4 separate regions of the Mus musculus genome follow, and all the other regions are linked to region 2. Evidence: chromatin contacts called from public Hi-C, HiChIP or PLAC-seq and promoter capture Hi-C data. All regions are on one chromosome and are shown on one strand. The core of a region is the stretch at or near the end of the contact, and the rest is flanking DNA. Distances in the headings are between cores, read along the strand shown.

Region 1 (6,752 bases), core at 869-3,368, 490 kb after region 2:
AGCCATGTGCGTCCAGAGCCCTCTGGCCAGGCTAGGACAGCAGCATTAAATGCCAAGTAAGTGTCACCTGGCTGTTCCCATCGGAGGTGGGAGAAAGGGTAGGCCAGGGTCAAAACATGGGTCTGGGACCAGCTCAGCACAGTCTTGGATGGATTAGTCTCTGTCCTGCTAGGAAGGGAACCTCTAGCAGGAGGGACTCCGGGGCAGCATCTAGAGTTTGCTCTCTGGCTTTTACCTCAGTCCTTCCCAGTTTCTTGCCACCCAAGGCCAAGTGGAACCACCACTACCCTCCTCCTCAGACACACTGGCTCTGCCTCCACGGATCCAACCCCAGGTAGGAGGGACTGGGTTTGGACCTCTGCCCAAGAAGAGGGACATGGAAAAGAAGCCTGCACTCTGATGAGCGCCTCTGCTGCTTTCGGCAAAGTGGGGTCTGGAGAAGCAGCCCACACTTCCCTCTGTCTTTACAGAAAAAGAGGAAGCGGCGAGTGTATAGATTGCCCAGGTCTGGGGTCTTGGACCGAGAGCTCCCACTGCCCAGGTTACGGGGTGAGCGCCGCTCTCTGCTTGGATCCTATTGGATTAGTTCGTGGGAGGGAAAGGTTTTAAAGCCCTAGCTGCAGCCCTTATCTCAATCTAAGTCCCCCTCTGTGCGCAGAGACTGGGACTCCTAGCCGCCGCTCCAGCTCTTCATCTGATTCCACCAGTGCCAGCCCAGTGCATGCTGGTGGCTCTGCAGGCGCCTACTACTCGGCATCAGCTGAGTCCATGGAAGAGATTCCAGTGGCCCAGACGCGCCTGGGCAGTGCCGCACTGGGTGCCCCAGGAGCCAGGGGTCGAGAGTCTGGGCTGGCTCTACAGGCACGTTCGCCTGCTGTTTTTGTGAGCCCGAGCAGTGGCGAGCCCGGAACACCTGGAGGCGGCGACGGCCTGCCTTAGCCCACTAAGGCTAAGGACTAGAGGCAGGAGGGCCTTGACTCTATGCAACACCCCACATTCGCGTAACGAGTGCACTTTAGGGACCTCAAGGTCGACAGGATCGGCCTTCCTTACCCAAGACTCAGCAATATCCGCTCCACCAGCCCTGATGCCCCAATAAACTTTTTTTTTTTTTTAATGCTTTTGCGGACTTAATGCTTATTTTCATAGTGGAAAAATCCATGGATCTCACAGAAGCAGGACCACCATTGCTAGCTTGGGGCAGAGAAAGAGGGGCGGGTTAGGAAAGGTCTCTGGACAGGGTTTTTCTTTTAAGTGTTGGGAATCAAAAACATGGGGTCTTGTTCAAGAACTACCACTCTCCTCTGTCCCTTCTCCCATTTCCCAGGGTAGCCTCGAAAATTTGAATCTACTGCTTCAGTCTCCCGAATCCCCAGATTGCAGGCTTGTGCTACCACACCCACCCAGCAAGGTTTATTAATTAATTAATTAATCAATTAATATTTAGTATTTTTATTTAGTTTTTTATTTAGTATTTGCAGTTGGAAACTGAAGAGGAAGCAGGCTAGGGAGGCGCATTGGAACAAGAAGCTGTGAGGCGGGGAGACGAGAATGGGAGGAGGCAGCCATTCTCCGAAATTTAGGAATTGCTGCCACAAAAGTACCCAGCATTTGGGGGGGTGGGGTGGGTAAGAATGCGTGATCCACTGATTGTCTCAGTCTTCTAGTGCTTCAGAATGTGGCCTGCTGAGAACCTAGGAATGAGTGAATGCCACAGGGTTAGCGGCAGCTGTGGTCTTGGAGCCAGCTGTAGATCCTTGTCAATGAGGGGCGGGATCCCCTTCTTCAGTTCAGCTCCTAGACAATCTCAGGTGGATTCTTTCAGCAGTCCCTTGAGGGTTGGGGACAATGGAATTTGGGGGGGGGCTGTTTTCCCATTGGCCATGGGAGTTCCTATCTTAGGACATCCAGGACTGCAGAGGGCAGCTCTGACCGCTTGAGGACCGCGGTTGAAGGGGAGGAGCAGGATAAGGCTGTCGCTGCAATTCTGCGGGCCCAGCGCCCACAGAGCACATAGGGCGGGGTCTGGTGGGAGGAGCTAGCGTGACCTTGGTCACTCTCCCGCCGAGACAGCCTAGGGGGTGGGACTCACTGTCTCTATGGTGACCGAGAAACAGGGGATAATACTACGGAGCCGCCCGGGCTGCAGTCCCGCCCGGGAGCCGGCAGGGAGCGGAGCTGTGGAGCCTCCTGGTCTCCAGCATCAGTTCCTGGGTCCTGTCCGAAGGCACGCTCAGGAGCAGCCAAGCGGTAGAAGCCGGTAGGAGACTGAACATCGACCACCCTAATTCGTATCCCCCAAAAGGAGGGGTGGGTGGGAGCAGCCTGAACCAACCTCAGATGGTACTGAGCTGAGCCTATCAGCTGAACACCCCGGCCCTGGCCCCAAGGGTTCCACACACACTCCTGCCCCCACCTTCTTGCCAGGCTGATTGATGACTGCAGCTGTCCCAGCAGGAGCTGACGAGCGGATTCAGTTCAGAGGCATGAACACTGTGCCCAGGGTCTGAGGACCCCAGAGCAGCTGCTGTGATTCTGTTCCACATCAACAGCCCCCAAATTCATCTTCCCATAGACAGGAGTGAGCAGTAGCCTCAGGATCCTCCCATTTCCTTGAGAAGAGCATCATGTAGCACCCCAAACTCCCCTGGACACATTTACCTGTGGTGTTCAAGTACAGGGCTTTGGGTCCCCGGGCGGGTTGACATCTTTGGGAGAGGCAAAGGGTGTGGCGGACCCCATTTACAGACCCACAGAGGTCCCTGCAGAGTGCAATCTCTGGGTTTCTGAGTCTTAAAAATTGCAACTTATGGATGAGTAGGTGTGGTCACCAGAAAAGGCCTTTCAGTGTGGACCAACTAGTAATGGAAGAAGAGGAAGTTGTTCGGGGGCCAGGTTGTGGTCATTGGACACTTTTTTTTTTTTCCCCTAAGAGGCAAGGTAAAGATGGTGGCTGAGAACAGGAGGCTGCAGTGGGTGTGGTGATGGTGGTATGTCTTAACATGATGCCTGGCGATGCCAGTGCTGGTTAGACTCTGAGGGGCTTTAGGTCAGGTCTGTGTCAATAGCTTTAGCATATGAGTAAAGAGAGAGTGCTGAGGGTGTGGTCAGGGAACTCTGCGCGTGTGTGGTGGTGGGTGTTCAATGCTTTGCATGGAAGTATGGAAGTGTTACTGCATAGACTGGGAGATTTCAAGGCAGGGCTGTGTCAGAAGCTGTAGCTATATGGATGAACGGGAATGCTCCAAGGGTATGGCCAGGGGGCCTTTGTAAGGGTGCAGAGTCCAGCTAGTGACTGTGGTTGGGGTCTTCAGGATGTGAGTTAAAAGGATGCAAAATGGATGCAGTGTACACAGGGTTTGATTTGGAGAGGGACTTTCAGGGTGGGGCTGAGGGTGTGGTCAGAGATCTGCAATGGAGCTCTGAGGAGGGTGTGGTCAGGGGTCTGTAGTAGGACATGCACTTGACTGCAGGGCTGTGGGCATGCTGGGGAGGAGTTTCATTGCAGGGGTCTTAATGTCTGTGTGGGGATGGAAAAGGAAAAAGGGTCAAATTCAAGGCTTTGGGTGTGGGTGGAGGAAGCCTCGGTGCAAGGCTGTGGGTATGGTTAGTGGGTACGAGGCAGAGGGTGTGGAGGGCCAGGGCTCAGTGCATCTGAGCTATGGGAACGTGGACAGGCGTGGTCACGCTCAGTGAAAAGAAGACCTTAGTGGAGGGCTGAAGTGTAGACAACGGGATTGTGCCTCAGTGAAGGATTGAGGCACCAAGATCATGGCCCCATGGAAGAATTTAGGGGCTACTGTCCAAGTCTCTACCCAGGTTTCTTCGTTTCCCACTCTTAAGCTCCACAGACTGGAAGCTACAGCTTCAATCAGTGGCAAGGGGCCAGGAAGCCACGGTTGTGCCCTAGGCTTAGGGAGTGCTGGTATGCCCCACCCTTGGGCCCCTGATCCCCAGCCCAGCCCAGCCCAGCCCAGCAGCACTGGGAGCTTCTCCCTCAAGCCGCCCTGACACCATCCTACCCTTAGCAACTGTCTCCAAGCAGCACCACCCTCCCTTAGCAACTGTCTCCAGGCTCCACAAACTGTGGCCAGGCCAGACCCAAGTTCCTGCTCCCCTCCTGTTTTTGTTTAACAGCAAATAGTAACAAGGCCAGGGCTGGGCCAGCTGCGCCCCTGCCTAGGGCAGGCACTGCTGCCCTTGCTCTTGCTCCATTGTCAGGCCGAGGCTGGGCCTCCCTAGGTCTCCATGACCTTTACAGAGACACTGCCCTCACTACATACCTGCCCATACACCACCCTTGTCTGGCGTTGACCCAGATTGACAGGAGTTTTCAGGGAGGCTTTTCTGCCACCACCCCCACTTCCACCCAACCAGGCTTTGTGCCAGGGACAGACAAAGCCATGGCCCTAGCTGCTATCATCACAGTCTTTCAGGACAGTGCCCTTCTGTTCCCAGGGCCGTGTGGGCATCATGACTTCATCTTCTGAGCCCTCTTGACATCCAGGGCTGGCACCGAGCGACAGCACCTTTCTGCCCATAGCTCTTCCTCAGCTCTGGGCATAGACAGACACAAGGTGCTAACCCTTAGGCATCCCAGTCCTGACTGAGGGACTGATGTGCTGCCAACTCATACCTCACAGGTTTTTTTTTTTTGTTTGTTTTGTTTTGTTTTTCGAGACAGGGTTTCTCTGTATAGCCCTGGCTGTCCCGGAACTTACTTTGTAGACCAGGCTGGCCTCGAACTCAGAAAGTTGCCTGCCTCTGCCTCCCCAGTGCTGGGATTAAAGGCGTGCGCCACCACTGCCCAGCACCTCACAGGTATTGAGAAGGCAGTAGGGGCATTCTGGGTCTAGAGGAGGTGGGAATAACTTGGCCGGGAGGTGACTGTGGCGGATCCTCGCAGGGTGGCATGGCAGCGAGCACGGACATAGCTGGGCTGGAGGAGAGCTTCCGGAAGTTTGCCATCCATGGCGACCCCAAGGCCAGCGGGCAAGAGATGAATGGCAAGAACTGGGCCAAGCTGTGCAAGGACTGTAAGGTGGCCGACGGAAAGGCCGTAACGGGCACCGACGTCGACATCGTCTTCTCCAAAGTCAAGTGAGCACCAGGCAACCCCTGTTTCTCATGCTTTCAGAAAGTGGGGGGTGTGGGGGTGGTCGTTAGGGGGCTGGAATCAGGGAGGATGTCAAAAAGGGGGGATCCTTACGGTGCACACGGTGTCTGGCAGGGCGAAATCTGCTAGAGTAATCAACTATGAGGAGTTCAAGAAGGCCCTGGAAGAGCTGGCAACTAAGCGGTTCAAGGGGAAGTCCAAGGAGGAGGCCTTTGATGCCATCTGCCAGCTGATAGCGGGCAAGGAACCGGCCAACATTGGCGTCACCGTAAGTGCCCTGCCAGCCCTGCCACGGAGATGGGTGGGGGTGGGGGAGGGGTGGATCTCAGCAGAAATGGGGGTGGGTGGGATGGGCCAGGTTCCCTCTCACAGGACTCTGTGGGAACTCTATCCAAACAGAAAGCTAAAACGGGTGGTGCTGTGGACCGGCTGACGGACACCAGTAAGTATACGGGCTCCCACAAAGAACGCTTTGATGAGAGCGGCAAGGGAAAGGGCATCGCTGGACGGCAGGACATCCTGGACGACAGTGGCTACGTGAGTGCCTACAAAAACGCAGGCACCTATGACGCCAAGGTGAAGAAGTGACACCTGCCAAAGCCCCCAGGGAGGCTGTCCCACTGGAGGCCCAGGCCTGGGGTCCAGGGTCACATGGAGCAAGAAAGCCTGGCTCCCTCCCTGCTGGATCTGCCACCAAGAGCTTCCTGCCCAGTCCCAGGGCCATCCCATCAGGCCTCTGACCCAGACTGCTGTGTCCCTTCTTCCTGTCTCCCTGTCATCTGTCTGGGAGTCAGTGCCTATATCCTCACCGCCCCAGCCTGGTCCCAGGCATGGCTGACTCTTGCCTGCTTTTGCCTCATATTTAAGCTGCTGCTCTGGCCAAGTGCCTAATTCTTACCCAGACCTCAATAAAGATACCTTTTGTACCAGGATGGACTGACTCAGTCTACAGTGATGGGGTCACTCACACTGTAGCACCCCTATCATCCCCTCCTGCATACACACCCTGCTAGGCTCTTCCTTCCCATTGGTAGCCATGCCAAGGATAGATGCTATCTCCTTCCATTAGCGATTCCTTCCCATTAGTGCAGAGCAGAGCCAGCCAGCCCAAGACAGCCTTAGGAAGATGCAGAGCTTTTTACTGGACCCTGACCCTAGGGTGATGGCATCACAGCCTGTTATCCAATCAATAAGGCCTCAATCTGCTCTCAACATTTGCACAGGATGAAACATCAGAATTGGCCTGGACCAAGCCTTGGCAGAGGCTCAGGGCCAGGCTTCAGCACTGTGGCTGCCAACAGGGGGCTACTCGGGTAAGGCATTTTGGGCTGTAGCCCAGAATCTCAGACTATTCTGGGATAGAAAGAACTAGAGAATAAACAATTGATGCCCTTACTCTATGGCCGAGGAAGCTGAGAAAGAGATTTCAACAGATGAGCCCTGAACTATAGACCTCTTATCTTCATGCCAGCCCTGTTCTGGAACAGCAAGCCCCAACACCATTTCTCAAAAACAAAAACAAAACACACACATGGGACCTAATGGCCAGTGATGAGCCTGGTGTCCCACAGTGAGGGACTTCTGGCTGACTCCCTCCCATCTGTTCACCATTCTGATGGGGAAGGTGTGGCCATTC
Region 2 (7,363 bases), core at 3,498-5,997:
GATGCTGCTGGTCTTTTGATTCCTTCTGTTTGCGGTCCACTGACTTGTATGTGACAGAGGAAGTGGTCCTGTAGGCCCCGCCAGCCACTGTGCCATTTGCCATGGTTGGTCTTGCCACAGAAGGAGCAAGTGTGCTTGGCCTGCTGGCCCGTTTCATCTTTTGTCACTGTGTGGAGAAGGAGGGGTTGCAGTGGGTCCCCTACCCCCTGAAGATCCCAGACTTCTTGGTGTGCTTACATACATTTTCAGGTTTTCCCTATGGCTTTAGCAAATTCTTTATTGAGATGAACTCTATATACAACAAAACTATGTAAAAGGCCAATTCAAAGCTGGGGAGATGGCTCAGTGAGTAAAATGTCTAGCTGAATCAGAGAGCTTCAGATTCAAGGAGAGACCTAGTCTCAAAAACAAAACAAAACAAACAAAAAAAAACATGGATCAGGGTCTGGTGAAGGGGCCACAGGTGACATGTCAGGCCACGAAGGTGGTAAAAGGGACCCCTGAAACAGCCCAAGAAGCAGGCTACTCAGAGATGGATGAGGAAGACAAAGCTTTCGAGCAAAAATGATAGGGCAACAGAAGCAACTCAAGAACTAGCAGCCAAGGCCACCAAGAAGGGCCCTGGCCACCCATGCAATTAAAAAATCCAGAAAGGGGGACCGGAGAGATGGCTCAGCCGTTCCGAGCAATGAGTGCTCTTTCAGAGGTCCTGAGTTCAATTCCCAGCAACCACATGGTGGCTCACAACCATCTGTAATGGGATCTGATGCCCTTTTATGGTGTGTCTGAAGAGAACAACTGTGTACTCATATATATATATATATATATATATATATATATATATATATATAATAAATAAATCTTTAAAAAAGAAGGAAAAAAGAAAAAGAGAAAGAAATAAATTTAGTGAAAAGTACCTGAGGTGACAGTGACCCTCTTCTATTCCTATTTAAACATCTGGACTCCCTGCCACACCATCTTTTGCCACCTACAGCTACACCTATAAGGATTTAATCACAGCACAAAGAAAAAAATCATTGAGACAGGTTGACCAGTAAGCCCCACGGTTCTCTCTCTATGACTCCTTATCTCTGATATTACAAGTGTCCAGGCTTTTTTTTTTTTTATGTGCATGTCTGTCTTTACATACTGAGGTTATGTGCACCACATGTGTACCCGAGTCCACAGAGGCCAAAAGAGGGTATCCATCCCCTGGAACTGGAGTTACAGACAGACAGTTGTGAGCCACCATGTGGTTCTGGGAACACAAGCCAGGTCCTTTGCAAGAATAAGTACTCTTGGGCTAGAGAGATGGCTCAGTGGATAAGAGTACTGACTACTGTTTCAGAGGTCCTGAGTTCAATTCCCAGCAACCACAACCATCTGTAATGCCCTCTTCTGGTGTGTTTGAAGACAATGACAGTGTACTCACATATATGAAATAAATAAATCCTTTTAAAAAAAGTACTCTTAACCACAGAGCCATTTCTCAAGCCTCCAAGCTTTTTTAAATTTTTTTTTTAATATAGGATTCTTGGGGTTAAACTCAGATTCTCACGTTTGCAAGATGTATTTGTTGATTTATTCTGTGCTGTGATTAAATCTGGGACAGAAACAGTTCCAGGAAAGAGGAGTTTACTTTGGGTCACAGTTCCAGGGTCCAGTCCATCATGGTGAGAAAGTCCCTGAAGTCGGAGCTTGAGGCATCTGGGCACAATGCTTCTGCAGGCCGGAAACAGAGAGGATGAATGCTGGTTTCCTTTCTTTCTTTTTTAAACAAAAAACAAAAAACAAAAAAACAGGATTTCTCTGTATAGTCTTGGCTGTCCTGGAACTCACTTTGTAGACCAGGCTGGCCTCGAACTCAGAAATCCGCCTGTCTCTGCCTCCCAAGTGCTGGGATTAAAGGCGTGCGCCACCACGCCCGGCTCGAGAACATATATTTAATCTATTTATTATGGATACAGTGTTCTGCCTGCATGTTTCCTGCAGGGCAGAAAGGGCATAAGATCTCATTACTGATAGTTGTGATCCACCTTGTGGTTGCTGGGAATTAAACTCAGGACCTCCGGAACCCCAGATAGGTCTCTTAACCTCTGAGCCATTTCTTCAGAGAACATTTATTAAAAAAAAAAAAAAAAAATCCTACTGAAGTTAAAATTTGCCAGCATTTAGGCAAAATGGGCAGCCTGGTCAACAGAGTGAGTTCCAGGGCAGCCAAGGCTACACAGAGATTATAGGCATGTACTCTTATTATATCCCATTTTTTGTAATATGCACTAGAAAAGCACTCTACCAACTGAGCTACATCTTGAGTGAGCCTCTGTTTTTTGTTCTTTTGAGACAGGGATTATACATAGCTCAGGCTGTCCTCCAACTCAGCCTCACATCTCTGTTGAGTTCCAGGGGTGCAGGGTAGCCCACGATGCCCAAACTTTTCCTTTATTTGAATTTCATTTTCTGAGATTTTAAAGAGTCAGATGTTAGAGTTTCTGTTGCCAATCCTCAGTATCTCTCTTTTCCCCCTGTCTGGCTGCCCTGGAACTTACTATATATAGACCTGGCCTGCCTCTGTCTCTCTAGTGCCAGAGAAATGGCTGGACACTTGGGAGCCCTTGCAAACGCTTGCAGAGCACCAGAGTTCAGCTCCCGATGCACATCAGATAACTCACAACTACCTGTAACTGCAGCTCCAGGGGAGTTGACACCTTTGATCTTCCAGGGCACCTGCACACACACATACTCACACCCAGACACACATGGAAACCGATAATTAACAAGAAAACATCCAGGCATTGCGGCACACATCTTTTATTCTAGCACCTAGGGACTGCCTGTGAGGGCAACCTGGTCTACATAGAGATCAAAGCCAGCTAGGGCTACATAGTGAGACTCTCTGGGGGGGGGGGGGAAAGCAAAAAAGAAGAAGAAGAAGGAGAAGGAGAAGGAGAAGGAGAAGGAGAAGGAGAAGGAGAGGAGAAGAAGAAGAAGAAGAAGAAGAAGAAGAAGAAGAAGAAGAAGAAGAAGAAGAAGAAGAAGAAGAAGGGAAGGGAAGGAAGGAAGGAAGGAAGGAAGAAAGAAAGAAAGAAAGAAAGAAAGAAAGAAAGAAAGAAAGAAAATAACTTAAAAAAAAGAAAGAAAAGAAAGAGAAGAAAAGATGGGGCCTCTGTGTGTGTGTGTGTGTGTGTGTGTCCAAAGATCTTCAAGTGTTGTTCCTCAGTAGACACCCACCTGTTTTTTTGTTTGTTTGCTTCTTTGGTTTTGATTTTTGGACTGACTGGGGTAATGCTATTAGTTATACCTTGTATCTTTTTTTGGAATATTTATTACTCATAGCTTGTATTATATTTCTTCTTGCTCAGTTTATTTTTCAATTTTAAAGGTAAATTTAAATGTGTGTGTGTGTGTGTGTGTGTGTGTGAACCCTGGTACAGTCTGAGGGAGCTGGAGGGCATCAGATCCCCTGGAGCTAGAGACATATGCAGTCATAAGCTACCTGATGTGGGTGCTGGGGACTGAACTTGGGTCTGGGGCAAGAACAACAAAAGCTTGTAACCAGTGAGCCTTCTATACAGAGAGTGCAGGATAGGAGATGCAGAGCCGAGAGCACGCGCGCACAGCTGGAAAGCAGTTAAAGGTGCCAGAAAGAGAGGGAGGCCGATTGCAGCCCGGAAGAGCTGACTGGGAAGGGTTAGTTGTTGAGCTGCTTCAGGGAGGTCCTAGCCGAGCGGCCCACCCAGGCAGTTGGGGCTGGCGGGTGGCAGCAGAGGGCGCGGATTCTAGAGTCAGCCCAAATTCTAAAGGCTACACCAGAAAGGGAGAAAGAATGGAGATAGAGCAGAAAGATGAGCCCTGGAGCTTTCTGATAGGAAGGAAGCGGGGTGGGGTGGGGGAAGAGGCCAAAAGAACAACTCAGAAAGATAAAAATTCTCAAGTCAAGGCGACTAGGTAAGTTATCTGAGTGTGAAAGAAGTTAGCACCAAGAAAGGAAAGGACTCGGGTGCAGGAACCTCCAGGAGGTGAGGTTATGAAGGAGCAAGTTCAAATGAGATAACTGGGCTATCCCAAAGTGTCGATGAGGGATGGGCCGGTGTAACCTCTAGCGAGGAGGGAGCGGACTCCTCTAGGAAGGGCATACGATCTTCAACCACCTGCTAAGGGAGAGGCTGCAGCGAGCAGAACTGAGGGAGAGACCGTAGGCTACCAAAGTCCTGGAGAAGCGTTAGAGAGAAATGATGGTAATGGAAGAGTATGTATGTGAGGGTGATGAAAGACTTGAGGAGGTTTGGGGTGGTCACTGTGACATTGACCAGGTCCTGCTAGCTTTCCCGCTATGGAAGAGTATGTATGTGAGGGTGATGAAAGACTTGAGGAGGTTTGGGGTGGTCACTGTGACATTGACCAGGTCCTGCTAGCTTTCCCGCTAAATAACAAAAAGTGACTGAGAGCTAATTAGATTCAGGGAACAGAGCCAGTGCACCCTGCGCCCCGTCTCACCATCATAATACCCCTAAAAGTTAAAATACTTTCCCTCACTTTATTAAGTATCGCATTTGGGGCTCAGAGAGGGCAACCCCTTACCCAAAGACACACAGGAACCCTACCCTCCAGCAGCTAGAGTACTTCGTTCCCGGGGTCCTCTCATCCCCCCTCGGGGAGGAGCCGACCCGAGCCCCTCCTGCTCCCCGCCCCCGAGGGGCGGCCCGGGGGGCGGGTGGAGGAAGTGAGCGCAGCGGGGTGGAATGCGAGCGGGCGGGGCGGGCCAGCCTGGGGCGGCGGGGACTGCCGGCTGGAGGCCGGGACCGCGGGCCAAGCGCGCGCGATGCCTCACTTCACCGTGGTGCCGGTGGACGGGCCGCGACGCGGCGACTATGACAACCTCGAGGGGCTCAGTTGGGTGGACTACGGCGAGCGCGCCGAGCGGGAAGACTCGGACGGTGAGGGTGCGCCCGGCGGGGGCTGTGGCCGGGACGGGGGGCATCTACACGGGACTCGCGCCTTCGGACCGCGCGCGCAGACGTCCATGCAGGACTCCACTTTTCTTGCTCCTTGCGCGCTCAGACCGATGAGTCTTTTTGGTCCGGGACTCCCGGGCTAGGTCGTCCTCCACCCACTCCCAGCTCCTCCCCCGAGGGCCGCGGGCGGGGGCTGCAGACGTGGCCGCCTTGGGAGGCCGGGTAACGGGCTGCCTTGCTTAGGCTGGCGCCGAACGCGCCACGGGTCTGGGTCCAATGGAAGCCTGGATTGTAGCTTCCTCACTTTCTGTGAATCGCCCCCATCCTCTTGAGTGTCACCCTCTCTTCCTCTATGACTCACCGCCCCTCTCTTGTCCTTTCCCTACCCCTGCCTCCTTGCACACTGGCCCGGTAGGAGCAAAGGGTGTGCTCGCTGAAGAGCCTGTGTTGGCCTTGGTCTACGTAGATCTGTGCGTATCATGGACACCTAGGGAGCAGTCACACGGGGCCAGGCTTGTCTAGGCACTGTACATGAAGCAACTCGCTTTAATCCTCCCAACCTCCCCCATGGGACAGGTTCTGTTACTCGCACTTAGGAAGGAGTGAAGGGCGGTGGGGAAGAGTTATGTAACTTGTTCCAGTGGGATTCAAACCCGGATATGAGAATGTAGTGCCTTAACCTAGGTATCAGGGCTGGTTATAGAGGTAAACCCTTTCTCCCTTCCAGTGCCCCATCTCTCCATCTTCCACCCACGGAGGCTCCTCACACTTGGAATGGGAACGGTCCTGGTTATATGTGTCTGTCTGTATAGCTGTCCAGGCATGTGTAAATGCACGTGTGTCGCTGAGTATCACAGGGTCAGGTCAGGACGTCCTTATGGCTACTGTTTCCAGGAAGGCTGCCAGTGATGAGCCTGGTGCTATGATAACAAATGCCTGTGATGTCTGAGGCTGACCGTGATAGAAAGGTGTAGGAAATGTGTGTTGTGTCTGGTGATGGTATCGGAGGCTATCTGATAGGTCTGTGATGGTGACATGCTTGAGGGGTAGTCTGTGCTTCATGTGAACGGTGACTGAATGACCTGCCTGCCATGTGGACATACAGGCCAGGGGCATGGACTGCAGATGTCACGGAGATTTGTCAGGTTTCACAGCTGTGTGTAAGTAACCCTAGATCCCACATCCCCTGCTGCCCCTTGCCTGGTCCAAGGTGTCGGAACCATATCCCTCCTTCCCTGGGACTGGAAGGATGTCTGTCCCTAGATGATGTACTGAACTGCATCCTGGAGATTAGCCTGGACCAATGGGCAGTACTGAGCCTTTTCTTTGGCTCCGCCTTGGTCCCTCACAGGTTGATAGGAGTAACCTGGAGCTATGCTGGCTGTTGGCTGTGCCCTGCCAGATCCCTCCAGGCTAGGCCAGCTCCTCCCAACCCCACCCCCTTCTTCTCTTCCTATTTACTTTTCGGCCAGATTGTGGTGTGTCTGTGGCATGGGGGACACCCTGCATCCGGGTGAGTGATTTTGCTTCTTCTTTGTAGATATAGCAAAGAATCAGAGAGCACAGAACTATCTTAGGCCTAGCTCTGTTAGGATCCCCCCCACAACACACACACACACACACACACACACACACACACACACACGCCTCTGTTCTGAGGGGCATACATAGGCCTGCTCACCTAGATGGCCTGTGGCCAGACTGGGAAGGTCATGGAAGGACATTATAGGTAGATTCCATGTACATAGGGACCAGAAAGGTCATCCAGATCACTTCCTACTGTCAGGGCTTTCCCAGTTGCTGGTAGGAACACACCTGAGCCCTTCATAGGGAGCCCCAGGCCTGAGCTGTGCTTTGGTTCTCTGGGGGTCTCAGGTAATGTCTGAAAAGCTTGAGCCTGGCAGGCAGGCAGGCAGGCAGGCAGGCATGCCTAAGCCTGCCCTGGAATTTTTGGAATAGCTGAGGCCAGGGCGGGTAGCTTGAAGTTTGGGGGACCAGAGACCTGAAGCTCTGCTCAGACCCTTTCATATCCCCATAATCCTATGGGAGGGGTCCTTAAGTGAGGCTTTGCGAAGTGCCCTGCCCGTGTCTGGGACCAGACACTACCTTTTCTGATGCATCCGGGAAGTTGGGAGAGGGAGTTACTGTCTCTGCTTCATAGAAGATGACAGGGTAGCTCGGAGAGGCTAAGCAGTTTTCTGTGGGTCGCACAGGGCAAGGGGCAGGTATCCAAGCCAGCCTGCCGGATCTCTGAAAACCCAGAGGCTGGAGTATGCACGCAGTGATCAGACTACATATGCCAGTATGCCAGAGGTCTTTTCTATGCTGGGGTATCATGCTGTACCCCAGAGCACTCCCTAAAAGGCCTGGGCTCTGGAATGTGAAAAGAGAACCTGAAGCTCACCTCT
Region 3 (6,990 bases), core at 1,160-3,659, 370 kb before region 2:
AAGTACCCACGGGGGTTCTGGGAGAATCCAGGAACCTTAACTTTTTTCCTGTTTGGTACCATTTCCTGAAAATTAGCATAACTTTTGTGGGAGGGGCAATACTCGGAGTCAGACAAAAGGCCGTGTACAGGTAGGTAGGTGCTCTGTCAATCTAATTTCCTGCCCTAGCGATACTTTCAAAGGGCTCAACTGACCTCCAAGGGCTTCACCTCCGGCTTTTGGTGGGTTTCTTCGCTAGGCTTCTGTGGATGTCCACTGTATGGCATAGTTCTGTTCTCCCAACAGCCTTTGCTCTCACTGTATCCACAGACTTGGATACTGAGCTTCAACACATCCCATTTCCCTGTGCTCCTGGCAGTAATGAGTAACTCATCCTTAGTAATGAGGCTGTGTCTATTAAGTCAGCCCCAGTGGCCTTCCTCCATGATTTAGCCAAGATCAAAGCCCCTCTGCGAGGCTTACTCGAGGTCCTGTTAGGGAAGAACTAACATTTTATTCATCCTCTGCCCTAGCCTTTGTTCTGTACCGGGATAGCAGGCTTCCTTTCTTTCAGGCTCTGTTTGGAATAGTAGTCTTTCCAGTTACTTCCTTTCCCAGTGTGAATCAACTATGCACATGAAGGCATTCTTTCCAGAATGGTTGTGTTTTCATACACCCTAAACTTCTAGGACGATGACAAACAAACTATGGATGGAATTAATGAGACATCTAGTCAGTATCAGAATCTTTCCTGGGGATTCAGGAGGAAAAAATGCTACCTAGCAAGGCAGGAAATCACTGTGGAGTCCTATGATGCTGAGCAGAAGGTTTAAAGGCCAGCCAGCATCTTATTTCATGACTGACAGGTGAGAGAAGATCTTCCCAGAAAGGGAGTGGGAGGCAGGCATTTAGACATAGAAAGTAGGGCCAACAGCTAAAATAGAGGAACTGGTGACATTTAGTGGGGGAATTGACAGGAATAGCAGGCACAAATATATTTCTCTAGAACCACAGTAGTAGAAAGACCCTGGGACATTCAGACAAAATCCCAACCAATCCTAAAAGTATGAATGGCATTTAAACTTTTTTTTTTCAACCAGTAGCATCCTTCTAGTGAACATCTTTAGGAGTGGGAAACACCTTAGAAAATAAACATTTTTTGAAGGTGTATGCTGAAATCAGATAAACCGCTGTTCATTTTCAATAACTATAGGTAAATCTCAGCATTTGTTGAGTGCCTCCTGTATGTCAGAGGTTGTAGACACGGAACTATAAATATGAATAATACAGGACTTGCCTCTGCTTTATAAGTTTAGTTTCATGAGGAAGCTGGGTGTGTAAACATGCAAATCAAATAGGGGAAGTAGAGGCTGACAGACACAGAAGATGTGCAACACTCGGCAGAACATCAAGGAAGTCGTCACACATCAAGGCAACATTTAAACTGGGGCTTAAAGGATGTTGAGGAGTTGGAGGACGGCATGATGGAGGGGATCAGAGGAAGAGAGAAAAATCAGTACTCAAGGCTTGCCAGTTTCCAAAGTTCAGAACGATGCAAACGAGAGTGGAGTCCAATTCTCAAGGGACTTTCCAGCTTTGCTGTGAAAAGTGGATTTGATCCCAGAGGCCCGAGGAAGCCTGTGAAAGGTTTTAGGCAGAAGCAGCTCACTCTACCAGAAAGTACTGAAGGAGAGACTGCAAAAATGTGGGGACAAGAAGGAAAGGTCCTAGTGGCGCAAGGAATGTGGCCAGAAGAAAAAAAACAAAAAAAAAAAAACAAAAAAACAAAACAAAACAAAAAAAACAAACAAACCTTCAGTGTCAGAATTAAGGAAAAAATATAAAAGTTCAGATTGAGGTGTGAAGGTCTCCTCCAGTATCCTTTATCTCTGGTGGGGAGGAACCAAAGCGTCTCGCTCTCGATTGGCTCCACCGAGTGTTGCAGCGAGGCCGTCTCGTTACCTTTCTTCCTAGACAGGGAAACTGAGGCCCAGGGTCCTCAAGTAGAAACAGAGAGAAAAAGATAACCGAATCCGTCTTCCAAGACGCTAACCACAGATCACATGTGGTCTTGCAAGGGTCCCAAGGCCTGCCCCACTTCCCCATCCCCCATTCCCCAAGGGGCTGAGTTTGCTATGGAAACAGTCCTCCCACCCTCCTCCGCGCCTAGGGCTCCTCAATGCACTCTGGGAAATGTAGTCCATTTGTTTACAAGCCCGCGGCACGAGCCCACTCCACAGCCCTAAGAGACTACATGTTCCAGCAGGCAGAGCAAACACTTGGGCGGTCTCTGGGGGCGAGGTCCCAACGGAGGGACCGGAACCTCCCAATAGGCAACCTCCTGGGCGGATCCTGCGTCTCCATTGGCCAGAGCAGCTCGCGGGAGGCGGGGTCAGCGGAATGAGGCGCGGAGCTGTTCGCCGCTCCAGGTGCTGAGTCCGAGGGAGGCTCCGGATGCCAGAGCCGCGGTCGCTGTAACCATCGCCGCCGCGAGAGCCGTCTCTAGGAAGCCCCGGTCGCGAGGAGCTGGGAGGCGCCGCGTGCGCTGCCCCGCACCGAGCGCCCTCCTGTGCGCCACCTGAGGTGGGTGCTAAGGACTTGCTTTTGTTTTATTGAGGAGAGGGGGGCCTGGGGAGTTGATGGGACGTGTCCTCGCCGCACTTAACACCATCTGTCCGTGGAGCTGGAGGGACTGACTGCGGGCCTCTTCGTGGCCCAGGGCCTGAGGTCGGAGCAACCTCGGCTGGGTTTTGTCGTATGGTGAAAGAGCTTCTTGAGTGTAAGGGATGAAGGGCTGGAAGACCCTCTCTGGTCTCTCGTAGGAGAGCGTGAAAAAGGCTTGGAGTCTCCCTTTTCCTGCGCCTAAAGTCAAGGCTGCTTGGGTTGTTGAGGATGGAGGGACTGTTCTGGGATGAGAGGTTTGGAGATAGAGGGACCCTTCCTTACAACACCCCAGCTCGAGGCTGCAAACAGGCTGCAAACAGGGATTGGGATGTGACTGATGAGACACCTCCCCTCCTCTTAGACTCTCCTAGGTTTCGAGTTGTTAGGGAGACCCTTCCCTTTGCCCTCCTTTACATCCAGGCTCTCCCCTTATGACTTGCTCACAGTTGGGTTCTTTGTGGGATATTTGTTTTTGGGAATGGAGAAAGTGAAGGGCTGCAGGACTCCTCCCCACCCTGCTCCAAGCACTGATGGATGCTTGGGTCTTCTGTGATGGAGCCGCACCTAAGGTCTGAATAGCCTGGGTGTGGGAGGTGGGTAGAAGTGAGAGTCTGAGGTACCCCTCCCTACCTGGATCTTATTTCCCAGGCCCTCTCCACCTAGATCCAGGTCCCAGGCAGTAGAGAGTGGAGATCATCTCTCTTGCTCCGCCACACCCCGGGAATTAGAGCTCCAGCACCACGGCTAAGAGTCTAGATGGGCACCTGAGGGAAAGGACCCAGTGGTCTCCCTCTCCAGCAACCCGCAGCTCCTCCGCGTTCGCGGATCCTGGAGGGATGCTCCGCTGCATGCCGAGCGCGCTCCAGATCTGGACGCCGAGATCTGGTACCCTGCGAGCAGGGGTTGCTCTCAGGTGCCCGGCTTTCGCGCTCTGCCCAGGCATCCACGGGAGGACAAAGCGGCGGTGGCGGCACTGGCAGGCGTGCAGGGCTGGACTGCGCGAGGGGCGCGGCTGAGGAAGGGGGGCTTCGGGCGCGGCACGGGTAGCTTCCACGGAAACGTGCTAGGAGAAGAGAGAGCGAGAGAGACAAAGCGCGCTCGCTCCTCGCGGGCCCGCGCGAGCCGGGATGGAAAATCCCGAGGGAGGAGGTGGCTGTGCTGTGCTGGGTCCTGTGCCATACACTCTTCTCTGTCCCCACCTTCCAACCCCACTGCCAGTCCTGCCCCAAGAATGCGATGGGATTGATGGTTACTAGAGGCAGGACTTGTGACCACGAGGACAGGGATGACCAGGGACTCTACCTTGCAGTTGAGGGGATCTGAAGAAGCATGCTGACTAAACCCATTCAACCTCATGCCCTATCAGCTATATTAGGACAAATTTGGTTTTGTGGCTAGATGTGATTTTTATTGATAGTGGTGTGTGGGGCAGAGCGTGAGTGAAAATGTGACTGGATGAATGTGTCTGTCCATGCTCCAGTATTCACGCGTGTGCCTTGCTGTGGTGAGGCTATGCATATGGCTGGGGGAGGGGTGGGAAGAAGGAGGAGGAAGAGGAACCAAGCTTAGATGTAGAAGGTAGCAAGACAGTTATCCTTTTAACTCTCAAGTCACAGTTGCTGACCTAAGGTTCAACTTCAGGATGAAGGCAGCTTTAAACTGCCTCGGGTCCAACCTGAAGGACTGGCTATATTCCAGTCAGTGAAACTTCACAAGAATGTGACACCCTCTTTAGCCCTTTGGGCACCCAAATCTGACCCTGAAATCTTTATCAGTCCTCATTCCCTGGAGCACCTTATCATGCTGTAGGGGGCTGCCCTAATGACCAAAACCTACCTTATCACAACCACTGGCTGCCAAGGAAGATTTGGGAAGTCTGTCAATAGAGGCTGGAAGGGGTATATGAGCAGAGCTGGTAGAGCTACAGGGATATTACCAGTAATTGGTCACAAATGGAGACTCAGAAACACCAGGTACAAGCCAGTAATGGTGGCCACAAGCCTATAATCCCGCACTTGAAAGGTTGAGGCAGGAGGATTGCCACGAGTTAGAGGTCAGCCTGAACTATATAATGAGACTCTGTCTTAATATTCCTAGAAGATGAATGCAGCCCTCTCAGCCTTATTAGTCCCAGCCACTGACCTAAGTTTCCCTACCACCATCGCTTTTACCACAAAGTTTTTTCAGGTCGCTTCAAGATTATCTCCTTCACATAAATTAAGGGGATAGATTATGGACTGTGAAAGAACCAGGCAGTGGAAACTCCAGTCAGCCAAGCCTACCTGATCCTTTTCCCTAAAGTGTCCACTGCCAGCATCCACAGTGACCTCTGCTGGAAGGAAGTCAAGCCAAAGCACAAATTGACAACCACTACTCCCCTGTAGGCTCGGAGCTGCTGTGGACATTGTTGAACCACACACCTTTCTGTTGGGGCGAATTTCCTGTCTACCTTTGGAGTAGGTGTCCTTGTTTTGTGTTTGGTTGCTTGTCTCATAGTGCTGAGGATGGAAAACAGGACTGGGATGCCTATTAAGGAAGCACTTTCCCACTGAGACACCTTCCTTCTGCAAGATGCCGCTCTTGTCTAGGCTTCTTTCAAACGGCACCGAGAAGTAAAACTGCTGCTGTCTTCAGTCGCATGGAAAAGTGGGTCTGAAGCCTACAGTTGAGAAAGGGCAGCAAAAACATTTATTAGGACATTGTCTCCAGTTGTGACCAATTACTCCTAATAGCCCTATAACTCTACCAGCTCTGCCTCTGATGATCAAGTTCAGGGAAGTTCTGTTACCTTTCTAGGCTCTCTCCCTTACCTTTCTTCACTCTTCCCTTCCTCTCACATTCCACTTTTCATCTCTGCCTCTTCCTCGTTATTAAAGCAGTCAGCAACATTTTCAGAACCAAGCCTCATCTTCCTCCCTGACATTGTGGCTTAGAACCTTCAGACATCTGGAATTACTAAACAAAAAGGTCCCTGAGGCCTGGCTCTTCCTAAGGACTGGAGTTGGGGAGATGGAAGAGACATGCTCAGTCCTAAGTGCCCACCTGGAGACATGTGTCTCTTCTGGAGTCGCTCTGAAAGGATCTCACACTGTCACAAAATTGTGAGAGCTCCTCAGAGGGAAGGAGGTATTTAAATACCTGGCATTGTTCTTACTTTGGCATCCATGTGATTTGCATCGAACTATGTGACTCAGTATCATAAAGTAAAAATAGGACTTAATTTCTTCCTCGCCTGTTCAGAAGGTGACTGCATATAGTGTGTTATGTTCTGCATCGGCGAGTGAAAAGCTAAATCACCTCATAAATTGAACCACCTGATTATCCCTATCAGAGAAGAGTGTTTAGCATCACCCAAGGCGATAACATTATTTTATCTTTCTTACCTGAATCTCTGTCTTGTGAAACATTTCCTCATGGTTACACGTTATTGCTTTTACTTAAGGTTAATCAAGAATGTTTAATCCAGTTGGGTAATGGTGACCCATGCCTTTAATTCCAGCACCTGGGAAGAAGAGGCAGGTGGATCTCTGTTTTGTTTTGTTTTTTAAGATTTATTTATTTATTATATGTAAATACACTGTAGCTGACTTCAGACACACCAGAAGAGGGCATCAGATCTCATTACGGATGGTTGTGAGCCACCATGTGGTTGCTGGGATTTGAACTCAGAACCTTTGGAAGAGCAGTCAGTGCTCTTACCCACTGAGCCATCTCACCAGCCCAGATCTGTTTTTTGAGGCCAACTTGGTCTACAGAGTGAATTCCAGACAGCCAGAGCTACACAACACAACAAAACAAACAAGAATACCCTTGTACAAGAAATTAAGTATCTGCAGATAACAGAAACATGTGAGTGGTGTTTTGTTCTTTGGGGGTTCAAGAAAATTCTTGAAACTCATAGGAAAGAAGTAAAGAACTCTAAGTTTGAAAATCTTGTGGGTAGAGTTACGGCTTGCTGAGAAGAGGCTCCTTAAAAATATGCAGGAGGTCGGGTAGGCTATGTTGAAGGACTGAGCATGAATGACAGTGTCAGTGTGCTCTCGCGTGGCGGCATTCATGGTGGGAGCATCTCTGCTTTAACACAGCCTTTCCTGGAAAACAGTGTGCCAGGTTGGGGTATCTCCTTCTCCAACTAGCAGCTCATGAGTAGCAGATTGGCTGAGCAGGGAAGGCTTGGATCTATCCAAGGTTCTGGAATACAGGCCTCTGCCTGCCAGCTGCAAAGAGGAAGGACTAGAACAGAGCGGAGGGCTGCAGCATCTTAGGGGATTTCCCTAATGTTGATCACAGAAGAGAATGGGAGAAAACAGAGATGTAAACGTTTTTGCTGCGTCGTTTTTTGAATAA
Region 4 (7,602 bases), core at 2,290-4,789, 470 kb after region 2:
TTGAAGTGATAATATATATTCTGTGCTGGTATATGTTGGAGAATGTAATTTGTGTTTTTATTTTACAGAGGGTTACAATTAAGAGATTGTCTTGAAAGCCAGGCGTGGGGGCGCATGCCTTTAATCCCAGCACTTGGGAGGCAGAGGCAGGTGGATCTCTGTAAATTTGAAGCCAGTCTAGTCTAAGTAATGAGTTTCAGGCCAGCCAGGGAGACATAGTCTCAAAACCAAAACAACAAAATACAACAACAACAACAACAAATAACCAAAAACATTGCCTGAGTCTCAGAAGAGACCTGAACTTTATGCTGTGTTGAGAACTATGAAAGAAAGGCTATGAAGACTTTTGAAGTTTGATTAAATGCATTATCATAAGGCTAATGGCCTGTGGGGCCAGAGAGTGGAAGGTAGTGGTTTGAGTGAGAAATGTCTCTCACATGCTTAGGCACACTTGGTCCCCCGCTGATGGCGCTGTTTGGGGGCGGTTAGGAGCTGCAGCCTTGCAGAAGGAAGTTTGCCACTGGGAACGGACTGGAGAGAGTACGGTGTCACTGTACTTTCAGTTTGCTTTCTCTGCTTCCTGCTCCCCTCTCTCGGTTTTCCTGCCCCTGCTACACAGACTGCCGCTGGCCACCATGGCTGCCTTGCCCTGGCGGACTCATGCCTCTGCAACCATAAGCCCAAACACATGCTTCTATAATCCGCCTTGTCGTGGTATTTTAGCGCGGACACAGGAAGTAAGTAACTAATGTGTTTGTGAAGATGCCTCTGAGATGGGCTGCTAAGGAGCTTGATAGTGCTTCTTCCCAAAAGGCTCAGTTGGAGTAGTGCTCTCCAGGAGGACCAGGGTTTTCGGTAAAAAAAAAAAAATCTAAGAAGGAATATAGGGATCTGTTGCATGCAGGATGCTCTTTAGACATGCAGGAGATGTATCCTGGAGGTAGGAGACTCTGGGGTGTAGAAGGCTATGACTCTGAGTCTCTTTCCTTGCTGGGGACATTAATTAACCCTTCCTCCATCTTCATTTCTCTATCTGACTCTGGGTTCTCTGTTTCCAGATAACAACTGAGGAGTCATATGTGTTTCTGAAGCCAGAATAACCTTGATATTATCTTCAAATTTGAGCTTTATCAGTCAGTCCTAAAAGCAAGAATTTAAATTATAGAGAGGTTAACTTGCATAAGGACCCAGATTGGCATGTGACAGAGCAGAATTATGTCACATTTACTTCACACATGTGACTTACATATTTGTAGTGATAGATACACTTTCTGTTCCTATCTGCCCAGTGTGGGGTAGCTACCCCAGGAACTTACCATTTTAGAGCTTTCAAAACTGTCCTGGGTCTCACTATGTAGACCAGGCTGGCTTCAACCTCACAGAGATCTCCCTGCCTCTGCCTTCCAGTGCTAGGAGTAATATGAGTGCTGCCAGGCTAAGGGGAGAGAGAGAGAGAGAGAGGTTCTGTCCCCTAGAAGTTCCAGAAGGGGCCCCCAGAGTTCTAACTAGAAAATCTCTGTAGCCTGGGGCAGTAGCAGAGAGGAATCCTGACAGGAGAGTGTGGTGTGTGTGTGTGTGTGTGTGTGTGTGTGTGTGTGTGTGTGTGTGTGTTTCTAAGTCCTTTGGAGTAATCTGGGACGAGAGAGTCTAGTGGAGGAGACCTATATTGAATTTGAAGATGGGAGCTTCTAAAAGGAATTATGCTTGATTTAAGGGCAATAAAGAATTTAGATCTTTTGGGGCTGGAGCAATGGCTCAGTGGTCAGCAGCCTGTATTTCTTTTGTAGAGGACTTGTGTTTGGCTCCCAGCACCCAGCACAATCACCTGTAATTCCAGCTCCAACAGGCCCTGACATCTTTGGCTCCATGGAGTACAGACACAAACACATATAATAAATAGTAATAATAATAATTGTCTTTTTCCAGACAGAATCTAACTACATAGCCCTGAGTGGCTTGAAACTCACTATATAGACCAGGTTGGACTTAAACTCACAGAGATCCTCTTGCTTCTGCCTCCAGAGTGCTGGGATCAAAGGCATGAGCTGTCATTCCTGGCCCCCAAACAAGTCTTTTTATTTTAATTTTTTAAAATGTGCATTGGTGGGCTGGTGAGATGGCTCAGTGGGTAAGAGCACCCGACTGCTCTTCCGAAGGTCAGGAGTTCAAATCCCAGCAACCACATGGTGGCTCACAACCATCTGTAACAAGATCTGACTCCCTCTTCTGGAGTGTCTGAAGACAGCTACAGTGTACTTACATATAATAAATAAATAAATCTTTAAAAAAAAAATGTGCATTGGTGTTTTGCCTGCATGTGTGTCTGTGTGAGAGTGTCAGATCTTGGAGTTACAGACAGTTGTGAGCTGTCATACATGTGCTAGGGTTTGAACCTGGGTCCTTTGGAAGAGTGCTTAGTGCTCTTAACTGCTGAGCCATCTCTCTGACTCCCCCTGACCCACAAATAAATCTTTTTCTAAAGGTTTGTTTATTTATTTTATATATATGAGTGATATATATATATCACTAGGAGAGGGAATCACATCCCATTATAAATGGTTATGAACACCCCACCCCACCCCCTATGCAGTTGCTGGGAATTGAACTCAGGACCTCTGGAGGAACAGCCATTACTCTTAACCTATGATCCATCTCTTCAGCTCCCCTCAAATAAATCTTTTCTTAAAAAAAGCATGTGGTGGCACATGCTTCAATTCTAACACTCTGGAGCCTGAGGCAGGCAGATCTGTGAGTTTGAGGCCAGCCTGGTTTACATAGTGAGTTTCAGGTCAGCCAGGGCTACTACTCTGTCTCAATCCCCATCACACCCCTAAACAAAAACAATAAAACCCCCCAAAACAAAAAACAAAACATTTGAAGAAAAAAATTAGACATTTTGTGTTATCAATACTAAATTCTTATACTTCACACCTTACATTGTAGTTGCTCACATTTTCAGTTGGGTAAGGCATTTGTTTAGGTCTGTCTCCTTCAACCTGTTATTTCCTTCAAGGGCAGGAATCCCTGAGTGCTCCTCATGATGTGCCTGGCACTTAACACATACTTTGAGAGTGCAGCAGCCATATCTTTACTAGAATTCCAGCAAATTTGGGAGGCAAAGGTGGGAGAATCGCAAATTTGAGGCCAGCATGTGACCCTGTTTCTAATACACACATGCACACGTGCGCGCACATGTACACACACTCACACACAATTTAAAATAAAAGAAAATGAGCAAAAACCCTAGATTAGTTGGGGTCTTCCCAAGAGTGATTTAGAGGAGAAACTAGATACATGACACGTTTTGAGGAGAGTAGGATTCTTGGAAGACAAATTGTAGATGGGAGGTGGAAGAGAGTGTATTTTCCCTGTGAAAGGTTATGGGGGAAAATGAGAGTGGGCATGCTTTAGAGTCAGGGGGCACTTGGCAAACTCCGCCCAGAGCCACGATGCTCCTGCGAAGTGACGCAGCGCGGTTTGGCCGCTGTGGGGCGCCGTAGTTCGCGCTGTTGCCAGGGGAACGGGCCCCGCGCCGGGCAAGGCCCAGCCTGCCTTGGCCTGGCACGGCTGCACTGCCAGCGGGTCCTTGCTAAGGCGGAAGGACTCTGAGGCCCAACCTCCGTCCGGGATGGAGCCGCGCTCCGGGACGCGTCTCCTCCGTGTCCGGGGGACCGACTTTGCCCGGACGGTCTGAAGTGCGGCCGCCCTGGGGAGGGTGGACGGGCAGGGCGGGGCCGAGCCGCTGGCTGACCTTGGCAGGCCGCATCTGGCGCGGCTGCCACCACGCGCAGGTGAGGAGCGGCTGCAGCGTTTCTCACCTCCGAGCTTGGCCTGAGCCACCGGCCCGCGCTGCGCCGGTGCCTGGCGGGACTCTGGGCCTGTCTCGGCCTGCTGCTGGGTTTCGCCGACCCAGTGGAGCGCGGGACTTCCTTTTATCATTAATCAGGGCCATAGATCCGCACTGAGCGCCCACCGATCGCCAGGCAATGTGCCATGCGTCGGGCCTCCGAGCCTTCAGCCTTCGCAACCCACAGAGAATTAAGTGATGGGTTGGGGAAACAGGCGCCAGACACGTGACTAGAGTAATTTCAGGTCTCATTAAGGGTTCGGGTGGGCCCTAAAGGTGATGCTTAAACACGGAGGCTGGGAAGGAGCCGGAATTGCGACTAGGGGAAGGGTGTTTCTGAAAGAGGGAAAAGCGAACAAAAAAGTCCAGGTAGCAGAGCATTAGTATAGTATGGGACGGAAATGCTAGGGTAGTTCCTAAAGTGAGGGTTTTCAACTTTTATCCCAGAACGTGAAGGGAGTCCCTGAAGCGTTTAATGAGTTTCAAATTTTCAAAAGGGCTTTATCCTCTCTGTCTGCTGAGCAGAAATCATTTGAAGATTACCATAGTGCAGCGAGTGTAGCCGAGCCTCCTGGAACCCACAAATCTCTCCCGGTCCTCATCTGTGCATACGGAGTGTTGTTGTCATGTTCTCGTGTCACGTGTCATGAGACAAAGTAACAGGGGATCGTGGAGGTGGGGTGGATGGGGGAGGCCACATATGAGACCAAGGACTAGAGATCTGTGGGAACAGTTTGAAATCATAGGGCTACCTCAGAGTATTGAATTAAGTGAATTTCTGTGTAAGCGCTTCAAGCAGCGCCTGGCGTAGAATAAGTGCCTTCTAAGTGGCAGCAACGGCTGTTATTATGGAAACAGCATAAGGGCTCAGTGATCTTAGGGTAGCAGAGCTGGTAAGAAGTGGGTGGCTTCACTTCCTTTACCAAGGGCGAGCTAGGTTAGATGAGGGTGGTCACTCCTTTTGTGGAGCTGATGTTTTGGTTGTGGGAGACCAGCTGTATACAGATAATCACCAGGAGATGTAATAAAAGCAGCTGTGGTGTTTAATTAGCCTAGATTTTTCTCCCCCTATTGTTTTTCTTACTTTGTTCTGTCACCCTTTGTTCTTAATGACTTTTCTTGGTGGGTGTTCCCCGAGGCTGGCTCCTACAATCACCAGTTGATTTCCTGGTTAGAAGTCAGCAACCCTTGCCTCCTTCCCTTGATTTGGTTTCTGGTCCCTGCTGCCCTCTGTTACTCTTCCTGGACTTGTATCCCAGTGTTTGTGGTGGCTGCTGCGGAGGAGAACAATATGGAAATGTTTGCGCAGCATGTCAACTCAGGAACCATTTCAAGTTTCTCTTGCCATAGCAACTGACTTCAGCATATTGTTTATGAGAGAGAGAGAGTAAAGGCCCAGCCGCATTATCTGAGACCAAAGACCAGAGAGGCCTTTGAGAACAGCTTTAAGCTCTAGCTTATTTTCTGGAAGTGATGTGATATGTATCCCTCAGTTGAACCGTAGCTACTTAGACTGTTTAAGAACACAGATTTTCCTGGCACCTGTGGGGAGTTTTAATAAACACTGTACTTGCCCTAGAAGTCTTTTATAAGTGACTCTCTGCACTTAAACCAATGTGCTCTGCAAAGCGTTTTCTCCCCGGCTCCCCTGTATGCGGTCTAAACGGAGGCACAGTAGATCTCAGTGAGAATTATTTTAGAAGCAGGTCCTGGGGAAAGACTGAAAACGTGATTTAGAATTACTCAGGGGAATCTTAGGAGAGGAAGGCCAGCTGCTCAGGAGTGTACCCCTCCTGTAGAGTGCACCTCGGCCTTGTTCTGGGCTCACAGGGTACCACCCGTTCTTGGTCAAGGGCTAGACAAGTGTCCTGCCCAGCAGCTCTGTTTCATGCCCAGTGTCTGTTTCCAACTTTGACCAGACCCCTAAGAGTGCCAGGAAGTTCTGTGGCCTTTCCTCCAAGTACTGAATGGCTCAGAACTGCCTTCAAGGCTAAGAAAGCCCTTCAACAAGCACTCTTGTCAAATGGTTGTTAGGCAGGAATTCCTGGTTTTTCCAGCCAGGTATAAACCTCTAGCTCACACAGGTTCATTTGGTTCACATGGCAGCACAGTGGAGCAAGGAGGGCTAGAGGTGATATCCTTCAACGGTTTATTTGGTATGTCTGTCTCTCTCTGTCTCTCTGTCTCTCTGTCTCTCTGTCTCTCTCTCTCTGTCTGTCTGTCTCTGTGTGTGTGTGTGTGTGTTGGTCTCGTTGTTGGAGATTGAATCCAGGCCTTCCTTTCCACAGAGCTATCCTTTTTTTTTTTTTTTTTTTTTTAACTTTGAGAGCTTCATAGAAATTGCCCATATTTGGATTCTGCCATTTCCTGCCCAGAGTACTCTGTGCCTATAGAAACATAGATATCTGTCTGTCTGTCCATCCCTTCTGGGTGCTTGTTTGTGTTGACATAGTCTTGCTATCTAACCAAGGCTGGGCTTGGGACTTGTAGCCTTCCAGCTCTAGTCTCCCAAATGGTGATGGTCTTTTAAATATATGTATGTGTGTGTATACATATATATATATATATATGTGTGTGTGTGTGTGTGTGTGTGTATTAATGTGTGCATTTCTGTATGTGTTTACCTGTCACATATGTTGGGTGGGTCTCTTGGAGTAGGAGTTGTAAGTGGTTGTGAGCCTCCTGGTGTGGGTGGTGCTGGGAACTGAACTCTAGGCCCTAGAAAAGCAATAGCTGCCTTGTTGGTTTTTTTTTTTGTTTGTTTGTTTTATTTTTTATTTTTTATTTTTTTAGGTCTATTCTGAAGACTGAAGCTGTCTTCAGACACTCCAGAGGAGGGCATCAGATCCCATTACAAATGGCTGTAAGCCACTATGTGGTTGCTGAGAATTGAACTCAGGACCTCTGGAAGAGCAGTCAGTGCTCTTAACCATTGAGCCATCTCTCCAGCCCTTTTATTACTTGTTTTTTAGTATTTATTTTTATTTTATGTAAGAGTGTGTTTTGCCTGCGTGCATGTCTGTGTAACTTGAGTATGCCTGGTATCCTTGGAGATCAGAAGAGGGTGTCAAATTTCCTGGAACTGGAGTTCGAGATGGTTTTGAGCCGCCATCCTAAGGCTGGAAACTTGGTCCTCTGTAAGAGCAGCAAATGTCTGCTGCTGAGCCCTCTCTCTTTAGCTCCCTGCCTTGATTTTTATTTATTTGATAGCTCAGTCTACAATTATGTATTTTGCTTGTTCATGCAACTTTATCTTTAAAATAATGTCATCATTTACTTTTGATGCTGCTAGCATTCCCTTGTATGTATGTACCGTAGCGTGTTTATATTTGTTTTTGTTCTTTGTTGTTACAAGGAACAATACAATGAACTTTTATGTGTTAGGAGAGTGTAAGATAAATACAGCAGTGGAATGTCTGGGCCACAAGTTAAATGTGTTCGCAGCTTTGGTAGTCATTGCCAATTGCCTTCTGGTTAACTTGAAAGAAGACACCCAAAGAAGTGGGGTTTGTGAAATTTGCCCCCAGCTTCCCTGAACTGTGAAGAGCAGTGCAAGAGCCAGAGGAAGGCTCTGTCTCCAGACAGCCTGATTCCTGTTTCCAAGCCCCCACCCACACCCCCACCACACCAATGTTGTTTTGAGACAGTCTCCCTACATAGCCCTGGCTGTCCTGGAACTCACTATGTAGAACAAGCTGGCTTTGAACTCACAGAGATCTGCCTTCCTCTGCCTCCTGAGTGCTGGGATTAGAGGC

What was found. Promoter capture Hi-C pulls out the DNA fragments that hold promoters and counts their contacts. Hi-C and Micro-C count contacts between places; a contact is called where the count stands out from the background. HiChIP or PLAC-seq counts read pairs in DNA pulled down with a chosen protein or histone mark.
Region 1: a promoter capture Hi-C map of fetal liver shows a contact between it and region 2, with 2.9 times the contacts expected there. The contact joins the promoter of Tppp3 here to the promoter of Slc12a4 in region 2. A contact is called at or near these places in 3 of 39 promoter capture datasets (embryonic stem cells, fetal liver and pre-B cells).
Region 3: a Hi-C map of B cells shows a contact between it and region 2, with 7 read pairs. The contact joins the promoter of Smpd3 here to the promoter of Slc12a4 in region 2.
Region 4: a contact with region 2 is called in an H3K4me3 HiChIP or PLAC-seq map of embryonic stem cells, with 4 times the contacts expected there. The contact joins the promoter of Zdhhc1 here to the promoter of Slc12a4 in region 2. A contact is called at or near these places in 2 of 39 promoter capture datasets (liver and pre-B cells), 2 of 115 datasets of contacts at active chromatin or transcription factors (embryonic stem cells and large pre-B cells) and 1 of 9 other capture datasets (liver).

The regions. Positions count from the first base shown.
Region 1 is chr8:105,466,788-105,473,539 of GRCm38.p6, reverse strand. It overlaps Tppp3 (tubulin polymerization-promoting protein family member 3), which reads left to right and starts at 2,118. Exons shown (of 4, transcript NM_026481.3): 1 at 2,118-2,260; 2 at 4,907-5,100; 3 at 5,231-5,384; 4 at 5,516-6,048. The coding sequence starts at 4,913. The coding sequence ends at 5,704. It overlaps Zdhhc1 (zinc finger, DHHC domain containing 1), which reads left to right. Exons shown (of 14, transcript NM_175160.5): 11 at 1-56; 12 at 241-334; 13 at 471-549; 14 at 659-1,117. The coding sequence ends at 939.
Region 2 is chr8:105,963,499-105,970,861 of GRCm38.p6, reverse strand. It overlaps Slc12a4 (solute carrier family 12, member 4), which reads left to right and starts at 4,747. Exons shown (of 24, transcript NM_009195.3): 1 at 4,747-4,937. The coding sequence starts at 4,823.
Region 3 is chr8:106,333,384-106,340,373 of GRCm38.p6, reverse strand. It overlaps Smpd3 (sphingomyelin phosphodiesterase 3, neutral), which reads left to right and starts at 2,409. Exons shown (of 9, transcript NM_021491.4): 1 at 2,409-2,562. It overlaps 4930506A18Rik (RIKEN cDNA 4930506A18 gene), which reads right to left. Exons shown (of 3, transcript NR_126091.1): 2 at 6,027-6,145; 3 at 4,620-5,302.
Region 4 is chr8:105,492,999-105,500,600 of GRCm38.p6, reverse strand. It overlaps Zdhhc1 (zinc finger, DHHC domain containing 1), which reads left to right and starts at 3,539. Exons shown (of 14, transcript NM_175160.5): 1 at 3,539-3,791.